Linked DNA regions of Mus musculus: region 1 is linked to region 2. Evidence: chromatin contacts called from public HiChIP or PLAC-seq data. All regions are on one chromosome and are shown on one strand. Each heading gives the region's core, a stretch centred on a gene start, on an enhancer-like site or on the middle of the called end of the contact. The rest is flanking DNA. Distances are from core to core; before and after follow the strand shown. Region 1 holds the start of Caml (calcium modulating ligand). Region 2 holds the start of Faf2 (Fas associated factor family member 2).

What was found. HiChIP or PLAC-seq counts read pairs in DNA pulled down with a chosen protein or histone mark.
Region 1: a contact with region 2 is called in an H3K4me3 HiChIP or PLAC-seq map of bone marrow-derived macrophages, with 3 times the contacts expected there. The contact joins the promoter of Caml here to the promoter of Faf2 in region 2. A contact is called at or near these places in 4 of 39 promoter capture datasets (the C10 cell line, liver and pre-B cells), 3 of 115 datasets of contacts at active chromatin or transcription factors (astrocytes, bone marrow-derived macrophages and embryonic stem cells) and 1 of 9 other capture datasets (liver).

The regions. Positions count from the first base shown.
Region 1 is chr13:55,618,274-55,624,563 of GRCm38.p6, reverse strand. Caml (calcium modulating ligand) reads right to left here and starts at 1,559. Exons shown (of 4, transcript NM_007596.2): 1 at 1,308-1,559. The coding sequence starts at 1,473.
Region 2 is chr13:54,619,389-54,626,626 of GRCm38.p6, reverse strand. Faf2 (Fas associated factor family member 2) reads right to left here and starts at 4,843. Exons shown (of 11, transcript NM_178397.3): 1 at 4,724-4,843. The coding sequence starts at 4,786.

The DNA.
Region 1 (6,290 bases), core at 310-2,809, 1.0 Mb before region 2:
AACGCCGCAAAACTAGCACTCTGGCAGAGGGGAGTTCAAACAATGAGGACAGAAACTACCAAAGTTAGCACGGGATGTCCCAAGGAATAAAGAATAGCTCTTTCACAGACAAAATACTCAAGAGGTGTGCCTCAGTTTCTTTCACTAGCTAATACTGATAAAAATACAAAATCATTGAAGTCTTTCAAGGTTTCTATTTTACAGTTGCATTTCTAACTGTGAGCACAGGGTGTGGCGCCGCCTGTACCCACTGTTGCTGTTCCCGGGCAGCTATGAGCAGGCACTTTTAGGATGCTGTTCTAGCTTTTAAAGAGAGAACTCTAAAAATGATAAAATTTTTCAAGCAAAAGAACAGAATAAGAAAGGGACTTGAGAAAGACAAACACCAACACTTTAAGAATATCTTCAGAATGATCACTACAAAAAAAATATTTTCTGTACTGTTTCAGATGATTTTGAAAGTGGTAGCCATATCTCTCATTTATATTGTCTAGAAGTTCAGAACTATATCTCTAACGCCTCAGAGAAATTCTTGAGTTCTACCAAGCTCACAAAGAGCAACTAAAAAGCCAATTACTAAAGGAAACACCCAAATCGAAACTTAGAGAGGCCAAGCATAGTAGAATTCAATTGTGTCCACAAGAAAACAGTGTCCTGGACACAAGGTTGCATGAAAGATGAATTTTCTTAGGGCAAATGCAGTTATTGAAACGTGATGTATGTATGGTAATGAAAGGAAATCTCTGCAGGGACATCACATCTTTCGGGAGGACCTGTGTGACAGGTGATAATTTTGAAAGCAATGAGCATAGCCACCAAGATAGGGAAATAGGGTCTCTAATCCACAACGGACGGACCAGCCAACAGTTGAGTAATGACTGATGTGGTGGACGAGAGTTACGAAGCAAAAGGCAAAAGCTATGTCATGGGGAGTAACTGGGAATAAAGGCATCTGGAGCTTATAGGAAAATCTCCCTGGGAGGTCTGGGGATAAAATGCACAGCCTTCAAGAAAGGCGAGTAATCAGGAACATAGGGGTTGTCTCAGATAACCGTACACAGAGACTCAGGAACGAAGGCTTTGTAGCCAGGGTGGAGACGACCTCCGGGCAAGGATCCAAGAAAATAGGAAGCAACAAGGAGCGTCCTGGGGTTAAGCGACAATATAATATGGGTCGTCACCTAGGGAGCGGTGACAGAGTTCGGTCAGAATGCATTTTGGGGACAAAATGTTTACGAGCTGGAGTGGGCAGAAGGAGCTTGAAGACTCAAAGAGGTGGGCGGGAGACGGGAAACCGAAGCTCTCACCCGAGCCGCTCCCGGGCCTGTGAAAGCCCATGATCCGGTTGATGCGTTGCTCGGAGTTCATGAGCAGCTTTCTCCTCCGCAGCTCCGCTCGCCGCTGAGAAGCCGACAGGCCCGACGGCGTCGCGGGTCTTTCCCCGCCGTCCGTGGCCGCAGGCACCGGCTCCATGCTTTCTCTACGGTCTAGATCAGGCTGACGGTAAAGGCAAGGATGACTTATGGCAGGGCCGCAGAGTTCGCTCCCACTCCCACTGTAATCCCGCCCTCTAAGGGGCGGGAACTGAAGCGTGAGCATGCGCTAATCGGCTGCGCCAGGCTCTGCCGCCATGTTCAGTGAGGGCAAGCCCAGTTCAAGGGTTCCCTCTTCCTAAGTTGGCTCGCAGTGCTCAGGTTTCTCGCCACCAGGTTACCTCACAGCTGCTCTCGAAGATGAAGAGACGGATGCCCTCCTGATGAGTGAAATGACAGTGAGGAGCAGGTCCATTTTATTCTCTGCCAGGAAGCAAAATGGAGGTTGCAGCGGCGGGAGCTTTTTACCAGCCAACGCGTCTCTGCTCCTTGGATACGTAATTGCGGGTGCGACGCTCTCCGGGAGCGTGGCCCTGGGATTTGGTGGCTGTGGTGATCCTAGTTCTTTACTGAAAATGTCTGGACAACAAACGAAGGAGCCTCAATCCACTATCCAGTCCCAGGCCGTCCACTTCTCTATGGAGCTGCAGAAAGAGCTCTCTCTCCTTCTTACTAATCCGGGAGTCACACTGCGGACTCTGGCTACACCTAACAGCCTTGCCTCGGTAGCCAGAGAGCTCACGTTAGGAACAGACAACGGGCCTGGGCTCGGTTGTATACTCTTCGTTTGTTTTTGTTTTTCGAGACAGAGTTTCTCTGTATAGCCCTGGCTGTCCTGGAACTCACTCTGTAGACCAGGCTGGCCTCGAACTCAGAAATCCGCCTGCCTCTGCCTCCCGAGTACTGGAATTAAAGGCGTGCGCCACCACCGCTCGGCGGTATTATTATATATTACAAAGGATCCTGCAGTCTGAACCAGCTTGTTCATTCTGAGTTCTCTCCCCAGCTCAAGTGGTGGCGTGCTGAAGGAATGCGAAGAGTTAAAACCGTTCAATACTAGCCAGATTTAGTATTTCGGGAAGTGCAAGCTTGAGCAGTTAAAATTAACTGTTTCATTCCCTGCGAAGCCGCCCATTTGACATGGCGTGTGCCAGCTGTTGGGCTTTTCAGATCAGACCTGGTACGTCTTTGGTGAAGCAGCAGCTGAGGAGACACCCCAGAGCTCACCATAGCCCATGAAAAACCCAAGGAAGGGGTCAGGCCTGAGCACAGTGATCATATTAAGGTTAGAGGCAATAAACTAATGAAAGCCATCATATGCGGCAGTGTTTGTCAGCAAGGCAGATCAGGTTCCCATTTGATGGGCAACCAAGCAATGAAACACACCCACCCAGTACGAAATGGAAGCTCAAGATGCAATTGATGCATTCCATCAGTAGACAAGTGGCTCCAGAATTTTGTTCTACACCAACAGATTATCAACTAGTGGTAATTAGCCTGGTATGATGGTGCATGCCTTTAATCTAAGCAATGAGGAGAAAGAGGCAGGTGATTCTCTGTGGGTTTGATGATAGCTTCGTCTACACAATCAGTACAGCCAGAGCTACACACTGAGACCCTGTCTCAAGAAAGAAGAAAGAAAGAAAGAAAGAAAGAAAGAAAGAAAGAAGGGAGGGAGGGAGGGAGGGAGGGAGGAAGGAAGGAAGGAAGGAAGGAAGGAAGGAAGGAAGGAAGGAAGGAAGGAAGGAAACAAAAAACTGCTGTCTGCCTCACTTTATCCTGACTTCCGGTGCACAGCTGTCTCTCCTCTTACGTCATTCCTTCTGTTTGGACAGAGAGTAACTGGTGCATGGGTATGTCCACCAGCTTTACAAACACCTAAATGGCCAATGTTGCTGTCTTAGTCACTTTTCTATTGCTGTGAAGAGACACCATGACCAAGGCAACTCTTATAAAAGAAAGCTTTTACTTAGGGCTTGCTTGGAGTTTTGGAGGGTTATCAGTCCGTGATCATCATGTTGGAAAGTACAGTATAACACAAGGTTCTGAAACAGTAACTGACCTTATATCCTGATCTGCAAGCCATGAGAAAGAGAAAGAGACTCAGCCTGCTGTGAGTTATTGAAATTTCAAACCCCATCTCTGAGTGACACACTCCCAACAAGGCTACACTCTTTATCCTTCTCAATACCATTCCTTAAATATGAGTTTACACATGCATACATACATACATACATACATACATACATAATTATAAATGGTTTTGAGCTAACATGATGTGGGTGTTTGGGACTGACCTCCAGTCCCCTGAAAGAGCAACAAATGCTCTTTACCACCAAGTCATCCCTCTTCATACAGTCTCCTCATTCAGTTCTCTCTCTCTCTCTCTCTCTCTCTCTCTCTCTCTCTCTCTCTCTTCTCTTGACTGTTCCTCTCTAAATAACCATGGCTGTCCTGGAACTATGTAGACCAAGCAAATTATTTTCTTCTCAACAACAGAAAAATACACCCCCCCCCAACAAAAAAAGCCAACATAAAACCCCTTCTATGCCTTGTTTAATTAGAGAATTTTTTTTTGTTTTATCGGAGTTTGGAGGTGTCACTTGTCAGGGGTTAAGACAGAATCTCACTCAGCAGCTTTGGCTGGCATGGGACTCACTATGTACCAGACTGGCTTCAAACTCAGAGGCATCTTCCTGTTCCTGTGCTGAGTGCCTGGTATGTGTGGAGGCCAGAAGAGGGAGTCAGATCACCCGGAACTGTGGTTATAGACAGTGAGCCACCATGTGGGTGCTAAGAACAGGCCCTGGATCCTCTGTAAGAACAGCAAGTGCTCTGAAACACTGATCCATCTCTCCAGCCCCCAATTCTGTCTGTATTAAAAAATACTGAGCCATCTGGCAATGGTGGAGCATGCATTTAATCCCAGCACTTAGAAGGCAGAGAGGCAAGCAGATCTCTGAGTTCGAGACTAGCCTGATCTACAGAGCAGGTTCCAGGACAGCCAGGACTATATAAGAGAAACCCTCTTTCAAAAAACAAAACAAGGGGCTGGAGAGATGGCTCAGTGGTTAAGAGCACTGATTGCTCTTCCAGAGGTCCTGAATTCAATTTCCAGCAACCACATGGTGGCTCACAACCAACTGTAATGAGATCCGGTGCCCTCTTTCTGGTGTGTCTGAAGATAGCAACAATGTACTCACATATATTAAATAAATCTTAAAACAAAACAAAACAAAAACTAGGGAACTCTTTCTGAGAAACACATGCCAAGTTTCAAGGTCAGAGAGGAAACAACACAATGGAAGTGGTTATCTTGACCGTCACTGTCTTAAAAGTCTCACTCTCACAGGGGATCACCAGGGCCAAGAGGTGGGAGTGGGTGGGGGGGGTGGTTGTGGGAGGGTGTGGGGGACTTTTGGGATAGCATTGGAAATGTAAATGAAATAAATACCCAGTAATAAAATAATAATAATTTAAAAAAAAGTCTCACTCTCTGGTTTCAACTCGCAACTTTTGTGCTGAGTGTACTAGGGGCGGTGTTTGAGTCCAGCTCCTGTGATGATTTTCTCACAGGGTTTGCAAGTCCTGCAGACACTTCCTCTCAGGAGATAAATGCTCCCTTCCTGCCTGGCCTTTGAGTACTTAGAGAAGCAGTCCCTGCCAGCTTTCATGGCTTTTGCCTCTGTCTCTTCCTTATCTCACTTTGGGGGGGGGGGGAAGTAATGGCCTTACTTCACATCACTGCCAAAAGGCTGGAAAAAATAATTCAACAGATAGCCTGGCATGATGGTGCACATCTTTAATCCCAGAATTATGAGGCTGAAACAAGACACGTGAACCTCAAGTTCAAAGTCGGCTTGTGCTACATATTGAGATGAAGGCTAAGGGAAGTGAATGTATGAATTTCCCTGGGGAGATGTGAGCAGACACCTATTTAGTCAGATAAAGCACCAATAATTGACCAAAGAAATGACTGTACCCAATTCTAGCCTAGTGAGCCAGTGAACCCGTTGTGGTCACACACAGAGCATGGGTGACATCATCAGCCGCCTAAGCCCTGCGGCATGATATCAACTCATGGAAGCCCCGTTTTTGGATGCAGTGTGCACTATGAGAGGGAGTCTCCTGTCCCCAGTAGCTCTTACTGCTTCTACAACCTTGGAAAGGGTCCTTGTGACTCTTATCACACTCTTGAGCTTCCTGGGCCTGTGAGTTTCCAGAGCTTTTCTCATCTTCAAGGAAAGCTCCAATTGGAAAGAAATAGCTACAAAACATGAAGACCCCAACAGTCAAAATACAGCCCTTATGCCTTTCTCCCTAGAGCCCGCCCTGTCCAGGATGTTGTCTAAGACTCAACAAAGGACACAATGGCAACCTAGAGATGTTAGTTCTACTCTAGCTACTTTGCTGTGCAAGTCTTTACCTATCAGGTTTACAGGAACCCCAGTCCCCCCAAATGCTGGCACCCATTTCCATCTACCAAAGGTGTGGTTGGGATATGAGGGAGAGAACAGCCAGAGACATCTGGTGGATCCCAGAACAGAGAGATGACGTAGTCAATTGAATATGGCCAGCAGACTGGACCAGGCCATGAGCAGAAAGGGGTAGGTTGGGCAAGAAAGGAAGACAAGGAAAGTGAGAGGCAGGAGAGGAGGCCAAGAGAGGAAGACAAAGGAAAGGGAGCATGGTCTTAACGCGGAGCTCTGAGGGAGGGAACCTGAGAGCTGAAGTTTTGGGTAGGTGGTGAGAAGAGCTACAGGTAGTGGTGGTACTGAGCGGGTCTGGAGGCCAGCACTTCCGCATGCTAATAAGCAGCACAGCCTCTTTTTCCTTTTTTTTTTCTTTGTTTTTTTTTGTTTGTTTGTTTGTTTTGTTTTGTTTTGTTTTGTTTTTGAGACAGGGTTTCTCTGTGTA
Region 2 (7,238 bases), core at 3,594-6,093:
AAGTGGAAAGAGAACTGCTGGGGGGTGTCTGACTGAGGAGAGGGGAGACTGGGGATGAATAGAATCAAGATAAATGCATAGGCTGGGCAAGGTGACACACATCTTTAATGCTAGAACTTAGGAGGCAGAGTCAAGGGATCTCTGCATTTGTAGCCAGCCAGTGCTATATTAAGACCATGTCTCAAAAACAAAAACAAAACAAAAAGGCACATTGTATAAATATATGAAATTGCCAAAGAAAAAGATTGTTTTTGTTTTTTATTTTGGAAACATTTTCAGTGTAGCCTTGGCTATCCTGACCAAGCTGGCCTTGAGCTCAGAGATCCGCCTGCCTCTGCCTCCCAAGTGCTGGGATTAAAGGTGTGCACACCACAGCCCGGCTATAGGATTTTTCTTCTTTTAAAGGATAATTTAAAAAAATGGATACTGTCAATCAGACAGTGCCCATTACACACACACACACACAAACACACACACCCTCAATGTAAGAACTCACCCAAGACTTATAAAACTCACTAGTAGCTTTCTTTGCCAGGATGAGGTGGAAAAATCAGAAATCAAACAGATCAATGTGATTTTTATTTTTTGTTTTTCGAGACAGGGTTTCTCTGTGTAGCCCTGGCTGTCCTGGAACTCACTCTGTAGACCAGGCTGGTCTCGAATTCAGAAATCCACCTGCCTCTGCCTCCCGAGTGCTGGGATTAAAGGTGTGTGCTATCATTACCCGACCACTGTGATATTTTTAAACGGACAAATGAGAATTATCAGGTACTCATAACCCTAGTCCCCAAAATGACATAAATTTGCTTCTACAGCTCAGGGTCCAGGCTTTACCTTAAATAAAGAGAATGCGAGTCATGCTCTACTTGCCACATTTTTTTTCCCCCGAGTAGGCGGTACACACCCGTCATCTCTATCCCACAGTGCTAGCTGAGGTGAGCCTGGCCCACATGGGCTACCCAGCGAAATTCTGTCTCATGAACTAACAGGAATGACAAGATGGCTCAGCGGATGAAGGCGCTTCCCGAGGAGCCTGATGACCCAAGTTCACTGCTCAGAAGGATCAGGCCTCATCTCACAAGTTTATTTGAATGTGATGTATGTGTCATGCCATGTGTGCCCCAGACCCTCACAATTTAAGTAAATACAATACATTTTTAACTAAACAAAGAAAGGGGTAAATGTCTTATTTCTGTGCAAGCAGAAAGAGGTCATTTCCTCCTATGGAACATAGGACATCTGCTCCTTTCTCTCTGACCATGCCATTCCTGCCATGGTGGTAAACCACCAGCCCAGAGGCAGTGAACCAAAGCATGGGAGAAATCTACACATATTTGGAAATTCAGGGACACTGATTCCAATAAAAGTAACTTTCCACATACTTACATCAGCTCTTCTTTAAATCTATACACCTATTGTTTTCCAGTAGAAATAGCTCAAAACATAATGTCTACATTATTCTACTCATCTGGTTCCAAAGCAAGCCAGAGCCATGAGTTACACATACACACAAAAGGAGCTTGGAAACATCAAATGGACTGAGAAACACGATTAGTATGCCTTAGAGAATTCTAACCCAAAATATGTCACATAAAGAAACAAATCTCAGACTTCCTGAAATGCTTTACTTTTACTAACAGATTCATTTAGGCTTATTCAGACAGAGTCTCATCCTGTAGGGTAACCTGAAACTCACTATATAGCCCAGACTGTCTTTGAACCTACAGAAATCCTCTGAATTAAACCTCTAAAGTGCTGGCACTGGTGTGAGCAACCACACCTAGCTCAACTGTGATACATAAAATGTGGACACACACTGAGGACTAACTGGGCCACCTTATTCTGATACCCACAGAGAGTCTAAGCACATACCCCATATTGCAAGAGTAGCAAACCCCAAACCTGGTGTTGTTACTCCTGTGTTAAACCTCTCCTGTCTGTGCCTATACAAGCCAGCACAGTATTGACAGGTCTCTGGAATCTGACTCGTTTACTTTCTCACTCCCAAGTCTCTATTTATTACGACAGCCACAGCCACACTCTTTCCCATCACCATATGTGAGCAACTCATTTTCTCAGCTTTCAATACTCTCCTGCCCACCATCTGCTGAAATCCTATTCCTCCTTCAAAGTTGCAAGGCATTGTGCTAAGAGCTCACTCAGCCTTTCAGGCCAGAGCTAGACCCACTAGAATTCCACTAATAGCTTCAGTATCCTTAGCAAATAAATCAAGGAATCTGTTTCCTCACCAGATACCACAGCAGACATAGCACCATTTGTACTTTGTAAAGTGTGTGGGTTATGCATACTGGTCATAAATGATCTAACATTGTACTTAAGGCAGAGAGGTAACAAACTAAGCTACCTTTCTTCCCTCCTTCAACATCAACAAGTTGTCCCTTCCCTAAACTCCAATAGCAAAGACAAAGATGGATGGTTAGATGGACGGACAAATGGACACACACACACACAGACCCCCCAAAGAGCTTCCTGGCACTCTCATTATTCATGTTACATACCCTGGCTTCAACATTAGGATACGAACAAGATGCTTACAAATGTGGACTTGTAAATATATGTACGGCACTATTTGTGTGAATTATCTGACCTCTCATATCTGTTTTCTTCAGTATAAAGAATGGAAGTTAACTATAGTCTCCTAAAGAAGTTTAAGGTTATAATGCTTGACATTTGTACATGTCAAACATTGTCTAACAGAGTCTGAGATGTTGACCCCAGGCTTGTTTACAGAACATAAAAACACAAAATGCATTTTTTCAATATAGTCAACTTGGTAAAACTTGACACTAAGCTAACTAATCTGACCTCAGTGTGACTGACCATGCTAGCCACTCTTCTTCTGATGTCCATGGAAAACAAGGAGATCCTTAGGCACTTTAAACTCCCATATAGTTGCACTCACAAACTTCTAAGTGTATCACAGTTTACCCTCATTTCACAGGTGGCTTAACACTAAGAGCTACAAAGTATAGTCTGCCCAATAAAACCCTGAAAGAAACGCTCTACAAAGCAGTGAAAGCTGTCTGTTTATTCATTCTTTAATGCTAATCTGGTGTCATCAATTTCTCTATGCTAAGCCTACATGAGCAATTTACCACTCAGACACATCCACCACATCGATTAAACATGCATGCGCACACACACAAACATCTCAGCGGTAACACCCGACTCTTAAGACGGTACAGCAGAGGCACTAGAAGCCCAGGGAAGGCCCTGGGAAGGCCATGCTTTAAATGGACACCACCAATTTAATAGCTGAGTAACCTAAGTAAGCCGTTCCCTTTTTGTTTGGAAAAGGCTGGCCTCAAACTCAGCAAAACTGAGATTATAGTCTCAGGCCACACCCACTGATGCTACTTCTTACAATTCATAGCCATCTGTAAGACAGGGCCTGTTACAGTATGGACCCTTTAGGGCTGTGCATTCAAAAAGCTAACATGCTTTAGTCAAGTTCTCACGACATCACAAATATTTAGTGGGCGGTGTCTGGCATTAAGGCTTAGCATAAAAAGTGCTAAAAAAAATCAATATTTAGCACATTTCCTATTAGAAAATGAGTTCTATTGACTTCAATTTATCTGGAAAATGATTATTAATAGTAACAACTGTTTAGGCACATTTTACAGTTTACAAAGTTGTCTTCTTCTTCTTTTTTTTTTTTTGTTTTTTTTTTTTTTGTTTTTTGTTTTTTCGAGACAGGGTTTCTCTGTGTAGCCCTGGCTGTCCTGGAACTCACTCTGTAGACCAGGCTGGCCTCGAACTCAGAAATCCCCCTGCCTCTGCCTCCCGAGTACTGGGATTAAAGGCGTGCGCCACCACTGCCCGGCCCCAAAGTCTTCTAAATACCGTGTAACACCCATAAACTCAGTTTACCTCCTAAAACATCCGCAAGGGAATAGACATTTTGAAGTTATATGTAAGAACTAAGGATACGGCTAATGCCATGGTTACCACCACCCGGGTGGCATCCTCCCACCAGACCCTCCACCTGATTAAAGTGCTTAGAGCCTTTTTTTTTTTAAAACAAAACAAAACAAAACCAGAAACATCCACTTAATGGGGCGGGTCCTGCAGGTTGCCACCCTCCTCAAGCAGAGTCAGCCGTTCAGGAGCAAGCCGAAGGGCAACAAATCCAGTCAGAGGCCTTCGATGATACTTCATGTTACATTGTTTCCTCCAGAGGCGTCCTCCCACATTTCTAGGGCAGGTGCCAGGTCTGTGTGTGGGCGCTTCTTTTCCCCACTACAACCACCCAACACGAGCCCTAGGGACCACCGAGAGACCCCCAGCAAGCGTCGGTGAATAACATGGGATGGTGGTGGTCTGCGGTCCAGCCCTGCAAGCTGATGCCAACTCTGCGATTGGGGATCTGAGTTATCTCTAGCACATCCCCACCAATCGATGGGCGGAGAGGGTCTGGCGGGTTAATCAGGCCGGCAAGGATTGCAGACCAGCGACGCTACGGGAAATCAAGGCAGCTGACCCACTGTGGTCGAGCCCGGCTAGCAGAGGTGGCTGGAAGGCTGAGGACCCACAGAGGTTGGGCGCCGGGGAAATCCGGGCAGTTGGCGTCTGGGGGGGAGGGGGCCGCCTGCGGGTTTGAAACTGGTCCCAACCCCAACCTGAGGATGGTTTTGCGCTCCTCTAGGGTCCCACTCCCCATCCCGCGGCGGCCTGGGCTGCACCGAGAACTCGCTGCTACCTGAAACTGCAGCAGCTTCTCGGTCTGCTCCTGAGTTAGATCCTGCTCCTCAGGCGCCGCCATTTTGCCGCCGCCTCTACGCTCCTGACCCGTCCGCACCGTCACCCGCCGGAAGTGATCTCAGGTGTAACCACTTCCGGCCTGAACCGCCGCCGGGACTCAACTGCGTCTGCGCGCGCTAACTCGCGGGCACCCTCCCCGCCCCCTTCCGAATCTCGCCACCAGAGGGCGACGTTCGCGTGTCTAGGCCGAACAATTCAGGACCCTGCCGATCTATCTCCCAAAGATCTAAAATTGATGAAAAGATGACAGACCCCAGAGGGTCAGTGTACCTCCAGGAGCTCGAGAGAGTCCCGCAATTTGGCTGCTCCTTAACCGTTTTTTTAAATTATCTACGATATTCTTGAAGATTTCTCAGGAAACGATTGCTTTCACGAAATAGCGCCAGTTTGATACTTAATCCTTTCATAAAGTTGGTCTGCCTTATTAGGGGAAACAGTGGTGAGGCTTTGTTGTCTCTTGCTAGGAGTGTCTGTAACCAGGTTAATGGTGCTTCCCAGACACTCAGCTCTGTACCTCGTCCAACCTCATGCCCAGGCCACTCGCCCTTCATCCCTTTGACAGACCAAAGATAAGATAGTTGGTCTGAGTCAAGGAAACTTGACTTTAAGTGTGTATGATTCCTTGCATACGAAGGGTATCCTGGAGCAAGCCACCTAGACTCTGTTACTTTTGGTTGAACGCGATTGACTTAAAGCCTGCCCATTCCTCCTTTGCCTTTTCCTGGGCACACTGCGGTGGCCAAGACTTGAAGATCTTGAACTCAAGAGCAACCTGCACTACATAATGAGACCGTGTGTCAAAACGACAACAATCAAAGGAACAACACACACACACACACACACACACACACACACCCCGAGTGCATTTTATTCCTAACCTTTAGGCCCTTCTTAGCCTAATATTGTCCAATAAAAACGTGAGCCACACGAGCAATTTTTTAATAGCAGCCATACTAGGGAGAAGTGATGTTCTGCTGATGGGAAACTAAATTATTAGTTCATCCATTACAGAAATCAGAATAAAGACTCCCCTCACAATTAGTTAGAACTGTTATACAACCCAGCTACACCAGTTCTGGTGCACACTTCCAAGAGTCAAAGTCAGTTTACTATAGACATACCTGTAATTCACATACTTACTGATATGCACAATAAATCATAGACTCAGCCTAAGTGTCTACCAGTAGATGAGTGGACAAAAAAAAAAAAAAAAGTCTGTATATAGCAGGGCATGGCAGCACATACCTTTAATCCCAGTACTCAGTTGGTAGAGGCAGGTGGATCCCTGAGTTCCAGGTCAGCCTGGTCTACAAATCAAGTTCCAGAACAGCCAGGGCTACACAGGGGAAACCCAGTCTCAAAAACAAAACAAAATTCTAGCACTGGAGAGATGGCTCAGCAGTTAAGAGCATTGTCTATTCTTCCAGAGGACTTAAGTTCAGTTCCCAGCACCAACATGGCAGCTCGAAAAAGTCTAAAACTCCAGTTCCAGACATTCATAGGTGCAGGGAAAACAACAATGCACTTAAAATAAAAAAGTTTGCCAGGCGGTGGTGGCACACGCCTTTAATCCCAGCACTTGGGAGGCAGAAGCAGGCAGATTTCTTAGTTCGAGGCCAACCTGGTCTACAGAGTGAGTTCCAGGATAGCCAGGGGTGAGTTTAGAGGAGCTCTGAGGACAACTGGGGACAGTTAGTAATGAATGCAAATTGGTTCTAGGATCCAGGAGCTACGCAAACACTAAATGACTCTGTGATTTAAAGGACTCATTGCTCTTGCAGGGGACCTGGATTTCATTCCTGGCACCTGCATGGTGGATCACAATCATCTGGAGTTCCACCTTCAGGGGATCCGACACCACGTCTGGCCGCTGAGGCCCCCCAGACACACATGCGGTGCACAGACATACTCACAGGCAAATACTCATGTATCTAAAAAATAAAAAAGAATAAATCTATTAAAAGATAAAAAAATGCCTGGAGGTGGGGGGTACAAACTTTAACTCTGAGCACTCAGGAGGCAGAGGCAGGTGAATCGCTGAGTTTGAGGCCAGCCTGGGCTATGCAGTGAGTTCCAGGACAGCCAGGGCTAAACAAAGGAACCTGTCTCATAGGGAGAAGAAGGAGAAGGAGGAAGAGGAGGAGGAGGAGGAGGAGGAGGAGGAGGAAGAGAGGAGGAGGAGGAGGAGAAGAAGAAGGAGGAGGAGGAGGAGGAGAAGAAGAAGAAGAAGGAAGAAGAAGAAGAAGAAGAAGAAGAAGAAGAAGAAGAAAGAAAGAAAGAAAGAAAGAAAGAAATACATTAAAAATACACCAGGAAGGTCTATTTTTTAAAAAAAAGATTTTATGTATTTTATATATATGATGAGTACATGTAGCTATCTTCAGACACACCAGAAGAGGGTGTCAGATCCCATTACAGATGGTTGTAAGCCACCATGTGGTTGCTGGGAATTG